2 separate regions of the Ovis aries genome follow, and region 2 is linked to region 1. A link is a contact called in public Hi-C data. All regions are on one chromosome and are shown on one strand. The core of a region is the stretch at or near the end of the contact, and the rest is flanking DNA. Distances in the headings are between cores, read along the strand shown. Region 1 holds the start of PYROXD1 (pyridine nucleotide-disulphide oxidoreductase domain 1). Region 2 overlaps PDE3A (phosphodiesterase 3A).

What was found. Hi-C and Micro-C count contacts between places; a contact is called where the count stands out from the background.
Region 2: a Hi-C map of hypothalamus shows a contact between it and region 1, with 6 times the contacts expected there. The contact joins the enhancer-like site here to the promoter of PYROXD1 in region 1. A contact is called at or near these places in 2 of 16 Hi-C or Micro-C datasets (hypothalamus and tail adipose tissue).

The regions. Positions count from the first base shown.
Region 1 is chr3:194,330,356-194,337,687 of ARS-UI_Ramb_v3.0, reverse strand. PYROXD1 (pyridine nucleotide-disulphide oxidoreductase domain 1) reads left to right here and starts at 3,260. Exons shown (of 12, transcript XM_060413328.1): 1 at 3,260-6,208; 2 at 6,319-6,399. The coding sequence starts at 6,185.
Region 2 is chr3:194,737,437-194,744,768 of ARS-UI_Ramb_v3.0, reverse strand. It overlaps PDE3A (phosphodiesterase 3A), which reads left to right. Exons shown (of 16, transcript XM_004007550.6): 11 at 2,979-3,092; 12 at 3,226-3,425; 13 at 5,177-5,380; 14 at 6,070-6,225. Among named protein-coding and RNA genes, the nearest start is that of SLCO1C1, 55 kb to the right of the region's middle. Within about 2 kb of position 2,913, at least 9 of the 54 cell types and tissues checked have an H3K27ac peak or open chromatin away from gene starts, as enhancers often do. A contact at or near this core is called in hypothalamus, where this site is marked.

The sequences.
Region 1 (7,332 bases), core at 2,011-4,510:
AAGATATAAGCATCTGAATGCAGAGTTCCAAAGAATAGCAAGAAGAGATAAGAAAGCCTTCTTCAGCGATCAATGCAAAGAAATAGAGGAAAACAACAGAATGGGAAAGACTAGAGATCTCTTCAAGAAAATTAGAGATACCAAGGGAACATTTCATGCAAAGACTGGCTCAATAAAGGACAGAAATGGTATGGACCTAACAGAAGCAGAAGATATTAAGAAGAGGTGGCAAGAATACACAGAAGAACTGTACAAAAAAGATCTTCACGACCCGGATAATCACGATGGTGTGATCACTCATCTAGAGCCAGACATCCTGGAATGTGAAGTCAAGTGGGCCTTAGAAAGCATCACTACGAACAAAGCTAGTGGAGGTGATGGAATTCCAGTTGAGCTGTTTCAAATCCTGAAAGATGGTGCTGTGAAAGTGCTGCACTCAATATGCCAGCAAATTTGGAAAACTCAGCAGTGGCCACAGGACTGGAAAAGGTCAGTTTTCATTCCAATCCCAAAGAAAAGCAATGCAAAAGAATGCTCAAACTACCAAACAATTGCATTCATCTCACACACTAGTCAAGTAATGCTCAAAATTCTCCAAGCCACGCTTCAGCAATACGTGAACCGTGGACTTCCTGATGTTCAAGCTGGTTTTAGAAAAAGCAGAGGAACCAGAGATCAAATTGCCAACATCCGCTGGATCATCAAAAAAGCAAGAGAGTTCCAGAAAAACATCTATTTCTGCTTTATTGACTATGCCAAAGCCTTTGACTGTGTGGATCACAAGAAACTGTGGAAAATTCTGAAAGATATGGGAATACCAGACCATCTGACCTGCCTCTTGAGAAATCTGTATGCAGGTCAAGAAGCAACAGTTAGAACTGGACATGGAACAACAGACTGGTTCCAAATAGGGAAAGGAGTACATCAAGGCTGTATATTGTCACCCTGCTTATTTAACTTCTATGCAGATTACATCATGAGAAACGTTGGACTGGAAGAAACACAAGCTGGAATCAAGATTGCCAGGAGAAATATCAATAACCTCAGATATGCAGATGACACCACCCTTATGGCAGAAAGTGAAGAGGAACTAAAAGCCTCTTGATGAAAGTGAAAGAGGAGAGTGAAAAAGTTGGCTTAAAGCTCAACATTCAGAAAACTAAGATCATGGCATCTGGTCCCATCACTTCATGGGAAATAGATGGGGAAATAGTGGAAACAGTGTCAGACTTTATTTTTGGGGGCTCCAAAATCACTGCAGATGGTGACTGCAGCCATGAAATTAAAAGACGCTTACTCCTTGGAAGAAAAGTTATGACCAACCTAGACAGCATATTGAAAAGCAGAGACATTACTTTGCCGACTAAGGTCCGTCTAGTCAAGGCTATGGCTTTTCCTGTGGTCATGTATGGATATGAGAGTTGGACTGTGAAGTAAGCTGACCGCTGAAGAATTGATGCTTTTAAACTGTGGTGTTGGAGAAGACTCTTGAGAGTCCCTTGGACTGCAAGGAGATCCAACCAGTCCATTCTGAAGGAGATCAGCCCTGGGATTTCTTTTGGAAGGAGTGATGCTAAAGCTGAAACTCCAGTACTTTGGCCACCTCATGCGAAGAGTTGACTCATTGGAAAAGACTCTGATGCTGGGAGGGATTGGGGGCAAGAGGAGAAGGGGACGACAGAGGATGAGATGGCTGGATGGCATCACTGACTTGATGGACGTGAATCTGAGTGAACTCCAGGAGCTGGTGATGGACAGGGAGGCCTGGCGTGCTGCAGTTCATGGGGTTGCAAAGAATCAGACACAACTGAGTGACTGAACTGAACTGAACTGAACTTACACTTACTATTTACTGAAAACTTGGGAAGAATGTTATTTTGCCAACATGATGACCAACTCTATGTGCAAGCATGCTAAGTGGCTTTAGTCTGCCACCCAGTGGACTGTAGCCCACCAGTCTTCTCTCCATAGGATTCTCCAGGCAAGAATACTGGAGTGGGTTGCCCTGTTCTCCTCCAGGGGATCTTCCCAGTCTCTTTTGTCTCCTGAATTGGCAGGTAGATTCTCTAGCACTAGCGCCATCTGGGAAGCCCAAAGAAGCTTTCTGCTGCTGCTGCTAAGTCGCTTCAGTCGTGTCCGACTCTGTGCGACCCCATAGACGGCAGCCCGCCAGGCTCCCCCGTCCCTGGGGTTCTCCAGGCAAGAACACTGGAGTGGGTTGCCATTTCCTTCTCCAATGCATGAAAGTGAAAAGTGAAAGTGAAGTTGCTCAGTCGTGTCCGACCCTCAGCGACCCGTTGGACTGCAGCCTTCCAGGTTCCTCTGTCCATGGGATTTTTCAGGCAAGAGTACTGGAGTGGGGTGCCATTGCCTTCTATGCTAGAGGAAATCTTTTCTGAGGTCAAAATTGTAAATGGAAATGACAGTTTCTCAAAGAACAATTCAGTAGTGTTGTTTTTGTCTTGATCAACGTGTGTATGAAGAATGTGATTCCAAAGTACACAATCTTAGCTTGCTAGGGAAAGGGTAGGGAAGCACTGTATTCCCTCTACCAGGAAGAGTTTAAGAACTGAAAAGTGAAAGTGAAGTCGCTCAGTCGTGTCCGACTCTTTGTGACCCGGTGGATTGTAGCCCACCAAGCTCCTCCGTCCATGGGATTCTCCAGGCAAGAATACTGGTGTGGGTTGCCATTTCCTTCTCCAGGGGATCTTCCCTGATCTTCCCGATCCAGGGATCAAACCCAGGTCTCCCGCATTGCAGGCAGACGCTTTAACCTCTGAGCCACCAGGGAAGCCCACTTAAGAACTGAGGGTATACTTAACTTCTGGGGGGAAGGAACAGTGAGAACTTCAGAGCAGTTCATTTATTCGAAGAACCCTCTGACCTGCAAGAACACTAGTCTATAGACAATAGGTCAAGAGATGGGTTCTCTTGACAACCCATCTACTTTACTGTGGTTTTTGTTTTATCTTTATAAAATCTACACATAAATGCTACATTCAGCTGTGGTGACAGGAAGGCAAAGCCCTGCAATCGATGAGCTGCGTTTTGGCTTGGGCAAGAAACCACAGCCGATACGCGAAGAGACTAAATATGAGCTCTCCGGGCACCCGTAGCTCGACTTTTCAAAAAGTGCGAAAAAGCTAAGTGTGAATTCCCAGGCATCCGTAGCTCGGCTTCTTAAGAGCGCGGAGGGACTAAGTGTGAGTTCCTAGGCACCCGTAGCTCGAATTCTCAGGAGCATGCGCCGAAAGTGGGCGTCCTGAGCCGGTCCCTTTCCGGGAGGGCAAACATTTCCGGCTTCCCATTGTAGTTCTCAAACCACTAAGAGCATGGAGGGTCCGTGCTCGCCCCCGACGGCGGGGAAGTTCGTGGTGGTCGGCGGTGGCATCGCGGGTGTTACCTGTGCGGAGCAGGTAAGGCGGGCGCGCAAGCAATTTCGTCTCCCCGAGACCCCGGAGGCGCTGGCGCTCGAGGCTCCCTCCTGCCCCCTTTCCCTAGTGTTTCTTCCGGTTGCTTTCACTGTTTCCCTTTTCCCTACCCACCACTTCCGTTTCCTAGGTATTAGAGACTCTGTCTTGGCTCTCAGAGGATGTCCTTAGTACCCGGCAGGCTTCGGCTCCGGTGCAGGGACGAGGAATGGCGAGCAAGTCATTAGGGGAAACCCAAAGCCGACTGAACCTGGCTGTGGTCCTGGTGATGCCAGAGCAGATGCGAGGAGAAGAGGGATGGGTTACGACTAGGAAGTACTTGGCCAGAGAATTCCCCCTTCTTTCTTAATGACGTGATTGAATCCAGCTTCTTCATAGGTGTCCACGTCCTCAGTGCATCGTAACCAGATTATAAAGAGTCCTTACGTAAGTTTTGTATACTTTGGACTCCCAAGATAGAAGAGATGTCATCTCCAGTAATATCTTGTAAAACAGCCGACAAGGGCTTAAGTGAAGCGAGGTGATGCTTTTTTGATTTATAGTACACAATCAGACAACATACACACGTATGGAATTTTTACATGTATTTTACATGAATACATGTATTCCAAAAGGGTCTAGGTTATTGTGTTGGTAAAAAGTAAATATAAGCAATCGTTGAAGTCATGAGAAATTAAGTTTTTTTCCTTAACTTTTAGCCTTTGGATGTGTGTGAAAGTGAAGTCGTTCAGTCGTGAATGACTCTTTGCGACCCTGTGGACTGTAGCCCACCAGGCTCCTCTGTCCGTGGGATTCTCCAGGCAAGAATACTGGAGTGGGTTGCCATTTCCTTCTCCAGAAGAACCTTCCCGACCCAGGGATCGAACCCAGGTCTCCCGCATTGCCGGCAGACGCTTTAACCTCTGAGCCACCAGGGATGTGTGTAGATTTCATTTATTCATCAAGTAAACACCTATAATCCAGATACTGTACTAAGGACTGATTAGACTGGTACTAACAGAACATGGTGCCTCCTTTTTGGAGACTCAAAGCCTAGTGAGTAATGTAAATAAATAAGTAAATCATTTCATCAGTGTGTTCACTACCTTAGGGGTGCCTGTGGAGTTAGTAAGCAGTGAATTAGGGAAGAAGTGTCCTTTCTCACAGGAAATATCCCTTTGTCTTAGTACAGTCATATCTGATTTTATTGCCCTTTGATTTATTGTACTTCACATAAATAACTTGTTTACAAATTGAAGGTCTTCAGCAGGCCTGTGAAGCAAGCCTTATTGGCACCCTTTTCCAACAGCATTTGCTCATTCGTGTCTCTCTGTCTTATTTTGGTAACTACCACAAAATTTCAAACTTCTAAATTATTACTCTATTTTTTATGGTACTCTTTGATCAGTGATTTTTTTATGTTACTGTTGCAAAAAAGATTGCAAAAAGATTAACACTCACTGAAGGCTCAGCCGATGGTTAGCATTTTTATCAATAAAGTGTTTTTTAATTAAGGCATGTACATTTTTTACAGCACTTTCAGAACACATTTTTATGCACACTTAGTACTGAAAACAGTGTGTAGTATAAGCACAGCTTTTATATGCGCTAGGAAACCAAAATTCTCATGTGATTCACTTTATTGCTGTCTTCACTTCATTGCAGTGGTCGGGAACCAAGCCCGCAGTATCCCTTATGCCTGTATAGAGGAATGAGTAAGAGCTTACCAGGCAGACAAGAAAAAACAGATATTCCAAGGGGAGGTAGCAATGTAATCTCAGGTGAAAAAGCATAGAACCATCTGGAAGCAGCAAAACTTAAAGTATATGGAGCTTGGGGAAGGTGACCAGAAATGAAGCCAGGAAGACTGGCAGGAACTTGATCATAAAGGATCTTTTAAGTCATGCTAAGAATTTAACAAAAACTTACAAGTAGTCAAATGATCGTGACCAGTGGAGTACCATGATCAAATGAAAAATTTTGAAAGATTATTAATTACAGTGTGTTTGGAGCAGAGGAAGCTGGTCAGTATGAGACTGGAAGGCCAACTTGGAGGGGATATTAGTAGTATGATAATAGAAACAGAAAGTGAGGAAATGAATTACAGAATATACATAGGAAAGGAGAGATTGATAATGTCAGACGTTATAAAAAATTTAAGTAAGGTGGTACAAAAAAGAATAATGGATGTGTAGGTGAATGAACATGCTCAGTTGGTGGTGTTTTTTTTTTTTTAAGGTTTTTACAATAACATTTATTTCTTAAAAGTTAATGTGCATAACAGGAAACCAAAAAGCACAAGCGAAAAACAAAGTCTTTCCTAATCACAAGCAGAGACAGATGAAGATAGATGGAGTTACAGAGCTGCAGGGGTTAAGAAAATCCTTTCAGAAAGTTTAAAGTGAGAAAGAAAGAGTTTGTAGCTAAGGAAGATGATGAAACATTGGCAGATTAAACCTCCGGATTTGATAAGACTCTCAGAGTCTATACTGGTTGGGCATTTGGAAGAGTAGGCATGCCAGAGCACTTGGGAAAGTTGCTAAAGTTTTAAGTGTTTTATTGGAAGCTTGCTGTGATTTTATTCTACTTAAGACAAATGAAGTTATTTTGCAATGAAGAGAAGTCGGTTTAACTGTTAATTAGGAAGGTAGTTCCTTCTCATCCTTTTCATGGTAATTGTTAGAGTGTAGTATAAATGTATGTTTCATTTTAATCAATATCGGAGTTGAACGCTTCTCACCACTACTCCATAAATATAGCCAAGACCCAGGATAATGGAGACCTTTAAAGGGAGAACAGTGAGTTTTTAGTTTCCTGAGTTAATAACATTAAAATTGCATTATCTGTCTCACCTGTCTATGTACTAATACTTATTTATCATAATTTTCCTTTCTTTTTTTTTAATAAGCTGGCAATTAATTTTCCATCAGAAGATATTCTCCTGATAACAGCTTCTCCTGTTATTAAAGCAGTTACAAATTTCAAGCAGGTAAGAACCATTCTATAACTTTCTTGGTGTTAATTTTCAAAAACTGCAATAACTCACATAGCAGTTAGTGTAATTGTAGTATTTTAATTGTGTAACAAATGCACTTTTGGTACTCATTTTCAAATCATAGCTCAAAAGTTTAGAGTTGTTCACATGAAATACCAAAAGCCCCTGGAATGTATGAAATTTCTGGTTGTCTCTCTCCTTTTCCTCCCCACTCAGAAGTATGTTTCAGAAAGTTTCTCTTTCGAGGAAGGATGTTATGCACATCTACATATGAATGCAAACATACATGTATATCTCTATTATAAGTGTGTGTGTATGTACAGGTCAGAAGAACACTACCTCTGAGCCGAGCTTACACTTGCAGATAATTGATGCTTCAGATATGTAGTAAGCATCTTAGAGCACTTTGTAGCTCCATGAATTTATTTACACGCAACATCGCAAGAGCAGTCTAAAGAGCACCTGGGCCATAGCATCATGGGAAAGGAGGCTCCAGACAGTTTTGATCTTGCACCTCACCTGTTAAAACCTTTGGCACTCATATCTTAATATTATATTTATAAACTACATACATGTACTGCGGTGCTATAGTTCTGAATATTATAGGGCCTGTGCAAAAAATAAATGAATAAAAGGTGAAAAACATCAATCTTTTCTTCCCATACTACAATGAAGACTACTCACTTAGTCTTTGATTCAGTACAAGTTTTCCCTTATAACACTCTGATGATGGAATATATTTTTTTTTCCTTTTGGCATTTTGTATAGATTTAATCTTGAAATAAAAGTTAAAGATTTGATCTTAGGGAGAAAAAGCAATCTACCCATCTCCCACAAACACACTTTTCCAATCTTGAAGTGTGTTTTCTAAAAGTGTCTGTCAGGGAAGGGATCAGTATACAGTTAACCTACCCCATTTTCATACAT
Region 2 (7,332 bases), core at 1,664-4,163, 410 kb before region 1:
TTCAGGTGTACATCAAAGTGATTCAGTTATACATATATGTGTATCTACTTAAAATGATTATAAATTAAGTTAGGTTTTAGTTACTCAGTCATGTCTGACTCTTGAGACCCCATAGACTGGAGCCCACCAGGCTCTTCTGTCCACTGAATTCTCTAGGCCAGAATACTGGAGTGAGTTGTCATTTTCTTTTCCAGGGGATCTTCCTGACCCAGGGATCAAACCTGGGTCTCCTGCATTGCAGGCAGATTCTGTACCATCTGAGCAACCAGGGAAGCCCCAAAATGGTTATACTTACCTCAAAAAATGTGTTTAACAAGCTTTCTCTTTTTTTTACATTTTCAGCACTAAATTATTTAGATAGTATGTTAAGTGAAATTTTGGGCTTCCCAGGTGGCACTAGGGGTAAGAACCTGCCTGCCAATGCAGGAGACCTAAGAGACATGGGTTCAATCCCTGGTCAGGAAGATCCCCTGGAGGAGGGCCTGGCAACCCACTCCAATATTCTTGCCTGGAGAATCCCATGGGAAAAGGAGCCTGGTGGGCTACAGTCCACAGGGTCACAAAGAATTGGACACAACTGAATGACTAAGTGTAAGCACACACACACACACACACACACACACACAGAGATAAGCTATAAAGCCTTCTGGACTGGGACCTTGGGATGGGGAACAGGTCAGGAAGTAGTATAACTCAAGAGCTACAAGTTCACCTGACTTAGTTGTCTATTTTTCATCCCAAAGAGACACAGTCAATACCCTGATACCGCCTCCACCCACCTTGTAATGCTGGGCACATGCACAGGTTTCTCTGACTTGTAGTAGTAATGGTAGTTACGTCACACAGTAATTTTCCCAGCTTGTCGCAAGGGAAGAGTAAAGAACTTAACCCAGAAACTCTTTTCCAACATAGCCCCAGAAACCCTCTGACCAGGTTGCATGTTCTTCTGGTGGGCCATCACTGCCTTCTCCCTCCTCCATGGCTTAGCTTAGCTTTTATTTTAGCTCTTCAAATCTATTTTTACAAATCCAGCATTGATTTTTGAAAGGAAACTGGTAATCTGCACTAACTCATTATTGTGTCGTAAGAGCAATCACGTATTTTCAGTTCAGTTCCGTATAGTCACTCAGTCGTATATGACTCTCTGCGACCCCATGGACTACAGCACGCCAGGACTCCCTGTTTATCACCAACTCCCGGAGCTTGCTCAAACTCATGTCCATGAAGTTGGTAATGCCATCCAATCATCTCATCATGTATTTTAGGTGAATGATATTTACATCACTCACAAGCTTAGTATACAGCAGCCACTTTAAAATAGGTCCCCTTCTGTAATTCTCGAAATTGTACTATAAAATAGGCACTATTATTGTCTCCATGTTTTTAAGATAAGGAAATGAGACAATGTTTTAAATGACTCAGTAATACAGGTAATAAATGTCAGAGCAGAGATAAAATCAGGTATGTCCTAGACCCTGGGACATCTAGCATGATCAACTTTGTACACTGGCACAAATATAGATTTAAAATGTAATTGTCTTAAATCATTTGGGATAGTCCACACATGGAGATAGAGACCCCAGTTTGAATAAAAGTGTTCTTGGGAGACTAGGTAATATCATTTGGCAATGATACAGTGAATAAGGTTTGCTGTTTACCACTCCAGAACTTAGGAGGTCTGCTTCTCAAAGCTCTTCTGAAAACATCCTCTCAAGACCTCCCTCAACCCTTCACTGAGTTTCTGGAGTGTTTACCCAAGATTTACCCATGTGTCTTCACTTAAAGTTGCTAGAAATGTAGGAAAACACACACCATCTTCACACGTGCTCCTGTCTGCCGCCAACAACACAGATGCCCTAATTTCTGTTTTCTTCCCTGATCGGAGAACAGGTGTTGCTCTCAAAGTTTCATTATTATTCTGCTTGTTCTCCTCTGTTTTTGCTTCTCCTCTTCTGTCGAGTGCTATTCAGAGATGTCGTCTCTTACCTTGTAGAAGGAAATCATATCATGGTTGGTCATTAGAAATAAAATGTATGAAGTTAGCATACTTAGAATGAAGCATACCAAATCAGTGAAGTATTCTGAAGGGCCAGATAAGAGAAAAACGTGGAAAAAATGGACTGAGAAAGAAGGTGAGCCAGGAACACAGTGGGCCTTTGATCACGGTTCCATAGAAGCTAGACCACACGTGTAGAAATAGAACCCTATTTCTATGATAGGGGCATTTTAACTGGGGGATTTGGTTGCCTTGTAGATTTATACACTTCAGGATGGCTCAACCCCTTATGTTATTGTACAAGGAAGTTTTAATTTTTTATCTTTCTATATTTCCTAGAACTTTATTCCCAAACCAGAATTTCTAGATCAGAGAACATTATCGATTTTGGTTTTGCTTTGCTTTGTGGATTTTATCTATTAATACATATAAAAAAATGTTACTCATTCTCTTACAGTGTTTTAAGTTTGATACCGAAGAATAACACTGTTTTCAATGCACAGGTTTTATTTGAGTGCTATTTATCAGAAATGAAACACTGGGTGGTAGGGACCATTGGCCTGAGCTAGGTTAAGTGTATCACGGGTCTTTTGTTCTGGTCCTCTGTGTAGTTTTACACAGGAGCATGGGCCTAAGGACAAGAGTAAACACTGCAGTGGATTCACACAGTGAGTTTATATATGTTGGGTTATTTAGAGAAATTTATTTATGTTAGGTGGATGCTGGACACAGATTTTGTTCACTTAAGACATCTGCATGTGTGATGAATGTTGTAAGTTTTGTGTTTTTTTTTTCTTGTTACTATGAATATTATAGAGAAATGGAAGAGGAATCACAGAGTATTTGTCCTAGAATGTTTGGCTGACTTTCACCCAGGTTATTTAAAATGTGAGGACTAAACCGTTTGTCCAGTAGGTGGCACTCTTAGTCCTCGGAGCCCAGAGTTCACAGATGCATGCCTGTTCCTTTGCATTGGTTACAGACCACAACAGAATCCATGCCACGGACGTCTTACATGCTGTTTGGTATCTCACGACACAACCTATTCCAGGCCTCTCAACTGTGATTAATGATCACGGATCAGCAAGCGATTCAGGTACATATTAAGTTCTCTGTGCTTCCCTTGTAAACTATGGGAACGGAAGAGTGGCTTTTTAAATAAGTGAACATAACTGATACCAGTTTACTACTTTCTTCAAAGCTATGTTATTTTCATTGTCTCTTCTCAGATTCTGACAGTGGATTTACACATGGCCATATGGGATATGTATTCTCAAAAATGTATAATGTGCCTGATGATAAATACGGATGTTTGTCTGGAAATATCCCTGCCTTGGAGTTGATGGCCTTGTACGTGGCTGCAGCCATGCATGACTATGATCACCCAGGAAGGACTAACGCTTTTCTGGTTGCAACGAGCGCCCCTCAGGTAAACCTTTTGATTTTGACCAGGAAAGTAATTCAATTTTGAGATTTCTCTGAAGAACATTAATTTTATAAATCTGACTTATAGCAGGCACCAAGCAAATACGAACGAAACTATATTTAGACCTGAGATAAAATTCTTAGAGACCATGCTCATTTTGAAAAGATATGATGGTTTGTTCTAAGTTATTAATGATGGGTCTACATTTATCAACTATGGAGATCCCGTCTCAGTTTTCTTCTGAGGAAGAAAAACTGCTGAATTCATGTTAATGAATTTCCTCAACAAAGAATATCTGACCTGTACAAAACTTTTCTTTCTAAAAAGATTGGAGAACCAAATCTTTTTCAGTTCTTTAAGAATTAGAGGCTTCTTTGGATGTAAATCCAGTTCCTTTGAGATATATTATACCATATCATTTTTATGGCATTTTTGTTGATTAGGAAGAATTAAAGATTGATTTATTTTATTTGAGGTAAATCTTTTACCTGAACATAGTTTTCTCAAAACAGTAACTTTAAAGAAGTTCCTCTGGGCACATGCTTAAATTTCAGTCAAATATCGATCACTGTATTTAGGAATCTCCATCTATATAATTAAACTTTGATTTAATCAAACGGATGGACCCATTTTACTAAAGATCCCATGATCTTATTTTTCTTTCTAGAGGCTCTAGAGACTAATCTGACCCATTACTCTTTTTTGTCATGTTTGCTTTTTGCCTTTTACTCTATTCTCATCTATTTTTATCTGTTTCCACACTCTGTCTTATAGACTAGCCTAGAGCTTTCCTTTAAGTTCAGTTCAGTCGCTCAGTCATGTCCAGCTCTTTGTGACCCCATGAATCACAGCACCCCAGGCCTCCCTGTCTATCACCAACTCCAGTCCTTTAGTTAATTAAAATTAATTTCCTTTAAGTAATTTTCCTTTCATCTGTATACAGTACAAATATCCTGATTTTTTTCTGACTACTTACATTTCTTTCACTGTTTCCTCCATACACTATATATTTTCCCTAAATATAACCAAATCCTTTGGCCAGCACATTTTACCATTCAGTTTTCCTACATTTCCATGTATTTTCATTTACCTCAATATTAATTTTCATGTGCTTGGTCTTTCCTTTTTGTCCTTATACCTTTTTTTCCCTTCCATCATCAATCTGCCACACTAGACTTTAGACATTTTTTTAGGCAACTTTCTTTTGCTTCACAGCTTCCCTCAGCATTATTCAAACAAGTAGATATTTACTATACACTTTCAATTACTAGACAGAGGGTGATATTTCCTATGACTATGAGGTAAGAATAGTTTGAATTAGGGGCTTCTCAGGGATATCATCCCTCTTTATTAGTTACATGTGTTTAATTAAAAGGAAGTCATTCTAATTTTAGATGTGGGGGATAACTGAGTTACCTCTTAGGGATATTAATATATTTTCATATTTTTATGGTTAAACTCCTATGCCTTGCAAAAAGAAGAGTAATCTGAAATAAGCTAAGTCTACGCTCTTCACTTACAAGAATTTGAAATAAAATTTCAAGGAAATGAACTTTATCTTACCAAAAAAAGAAAAAATAACCAAGAAAAGTAAACAGTCAATGTACAGTAATAAGTAATTCTTAACAACCAGCTATCATACAGTTGCGCTTCTATGTTCTATGATAAAAGGTGATTCCAAATGCTTTGCATATTCTTATTTATTTTTGTTTTTAATTTAAAAAGCTGAACTCTTGACTCTCGTCTTTGCCTAGGCGGTGCTCTACAATGATCGCTCAGTCTTGGAGAATCATCATGCGGCTGCTGCATGGAACCTTTTCATGTCCCGGCCAGAATATAACTTCTTAGTTAACCTTGACCATGTGGAATTTAAGCATTTCCGTTTCCTTGTCATTGAAGCAATTCTGGCCACTGACCTGAAGAAACACTTTGACTTTGTTGCCAAATTTAATGCCAAGGTAACTAGATTTGTATCAGTGCTCATTTTCTGGCCACATTGAAAGATGTCATGGAATGAGGGTGTTAAAGAAAACTCATTGCTGCCACCTCATAGATGTCAAATGTGGAAATGAAATGCAATGCAGTGTTAAACCAGAAGCAGTTATTTAGGCATTGGTCCCAACCTGGAAACTGAATATATTGAGGTCCTGTCAGTATATATTATACCTTGTACTGCAGAAGAATAATAGAATTCTAACTATCATTATGATTTTGTTTTAGTTTTTTTTTGCTCTCATCTCTGTGGAATACTAATACCTCATAGTAGTAAAGGTCAAAAACCTGAAGCAGAATTTAATACATCAAACATATAATAAATGCCCAAAAAGTAACTCAAGAAATTTTCTTATTATTTGTAGCTACAGTATTTTAACAGTAATTTATAACACATGCTAGTATTAAATAGCATTTATTTTCAATTCCATAATTATCCATCATTTGTTATTATTTTTTTAGGTGAGCTATTTCACTGCTAATTTATGCAAGCCAAATAACATTATTTGAAACAGCTGAGATGTTTCTCATTACTTGGTATTCCTATCTGCACATGGTAAACAGATCGGAATACAGAGTAACAAGATGATCAGTTTTCTGTAATTTATTTTCCCCTTCAACTTGTGCATTCACTTAAACTTTGTTCTTCAAACAGGTGAATGATGAAGTCGGAATAGATTGGACGAATGAAAATGATCGTCTACTGGTTTGTCAAATGTGTATAAAGTTGGCTGATATCAATGGGCCAGCTAAGAGTAAAGAGCTCCATCTTCAGTGGACAGAGGGTATTGTCAATGAATTTTATGAACAGGTAGCTAATTTAACTATTTTTCTTAATCATATTGAGGCTGCTTATAGATTTCCTAAAGCAGCAATCCCCAACCTATTGGGTACCAGGGACTGGTTTCATGGAAGACCATTTTTCCATGGATGGAGGAGGGGGTTGATTTCAGGATGATTCAAGAACATTACATTTATCGTGCAGTTTATTTCTATTATTATTTCATCTGCTCCACCTCAGATTATCAAGCATTTGATCCTGGAGGTTGGGGACCCCTGCTCTAAAGCTTCCAAAGGCTGTAAAAGTGTGATTATTCATTTTATGTTCATGATACCATGAGAAAAGGCACTGGCCAATTTTAATCAGAGGTTTAAAAAAATGACAAAAATTGAACTAAACTATAAACATAAAACTCTTAAAGTAAAGTTATTAAGTATTTTGATGGAAAAAGGTGTTAAGATAATGGAATGACCTCAGAACATATTAGGAATCCCATTGAAATACTCATCAATTTTATCATAATAGAAGCTAGGCTTAAATTTAAATGGATGAATGTATATCAAGTTAAGTTCATTTACTTTTCTAATAGTTTATAACAGCAGTACATTAAAAAGCTAATAAAAATAGCATTTTATTTGACACATTACCAACAGAACATGAAGGGATCTTCCCCACATGACCTTACCCCAACCTTGAAACCTTGTGTTTGGTGCTGTAAACGTCTCTTGTAAGAGGAATCTTGAGGTAGTGGAGATGGGTAAATGTCAGGCATGAGTAGTGACCTAAAAGGCCAGGGAAGAAGTACAAATATGTACCCTAAGGAAAAACAGAAGTAATAACTCTCTTTAGATACTTAAAAGACTGACATGCAAATTTAGGATTAGGTTTATCATGATGTTGTATAGCTTAAAGAAGATAAATTATATAAGATACCACAGGATTTGCTTTATTTAAAAAAAAAAAAAAAACTCCCCTTAAAATAGACATGACTATAGCCAGTCTATAGAAGTTATAAGGAGACAGATTTTAGGTCAATGTCAAAAAGAAATTTGTATTCCCAAAGTCATCCAGAAATAAGATGAGGCCCCTTGGTAAGTAATAAATCACCTTTCACCAAACATATTTAAAGAATTTTTT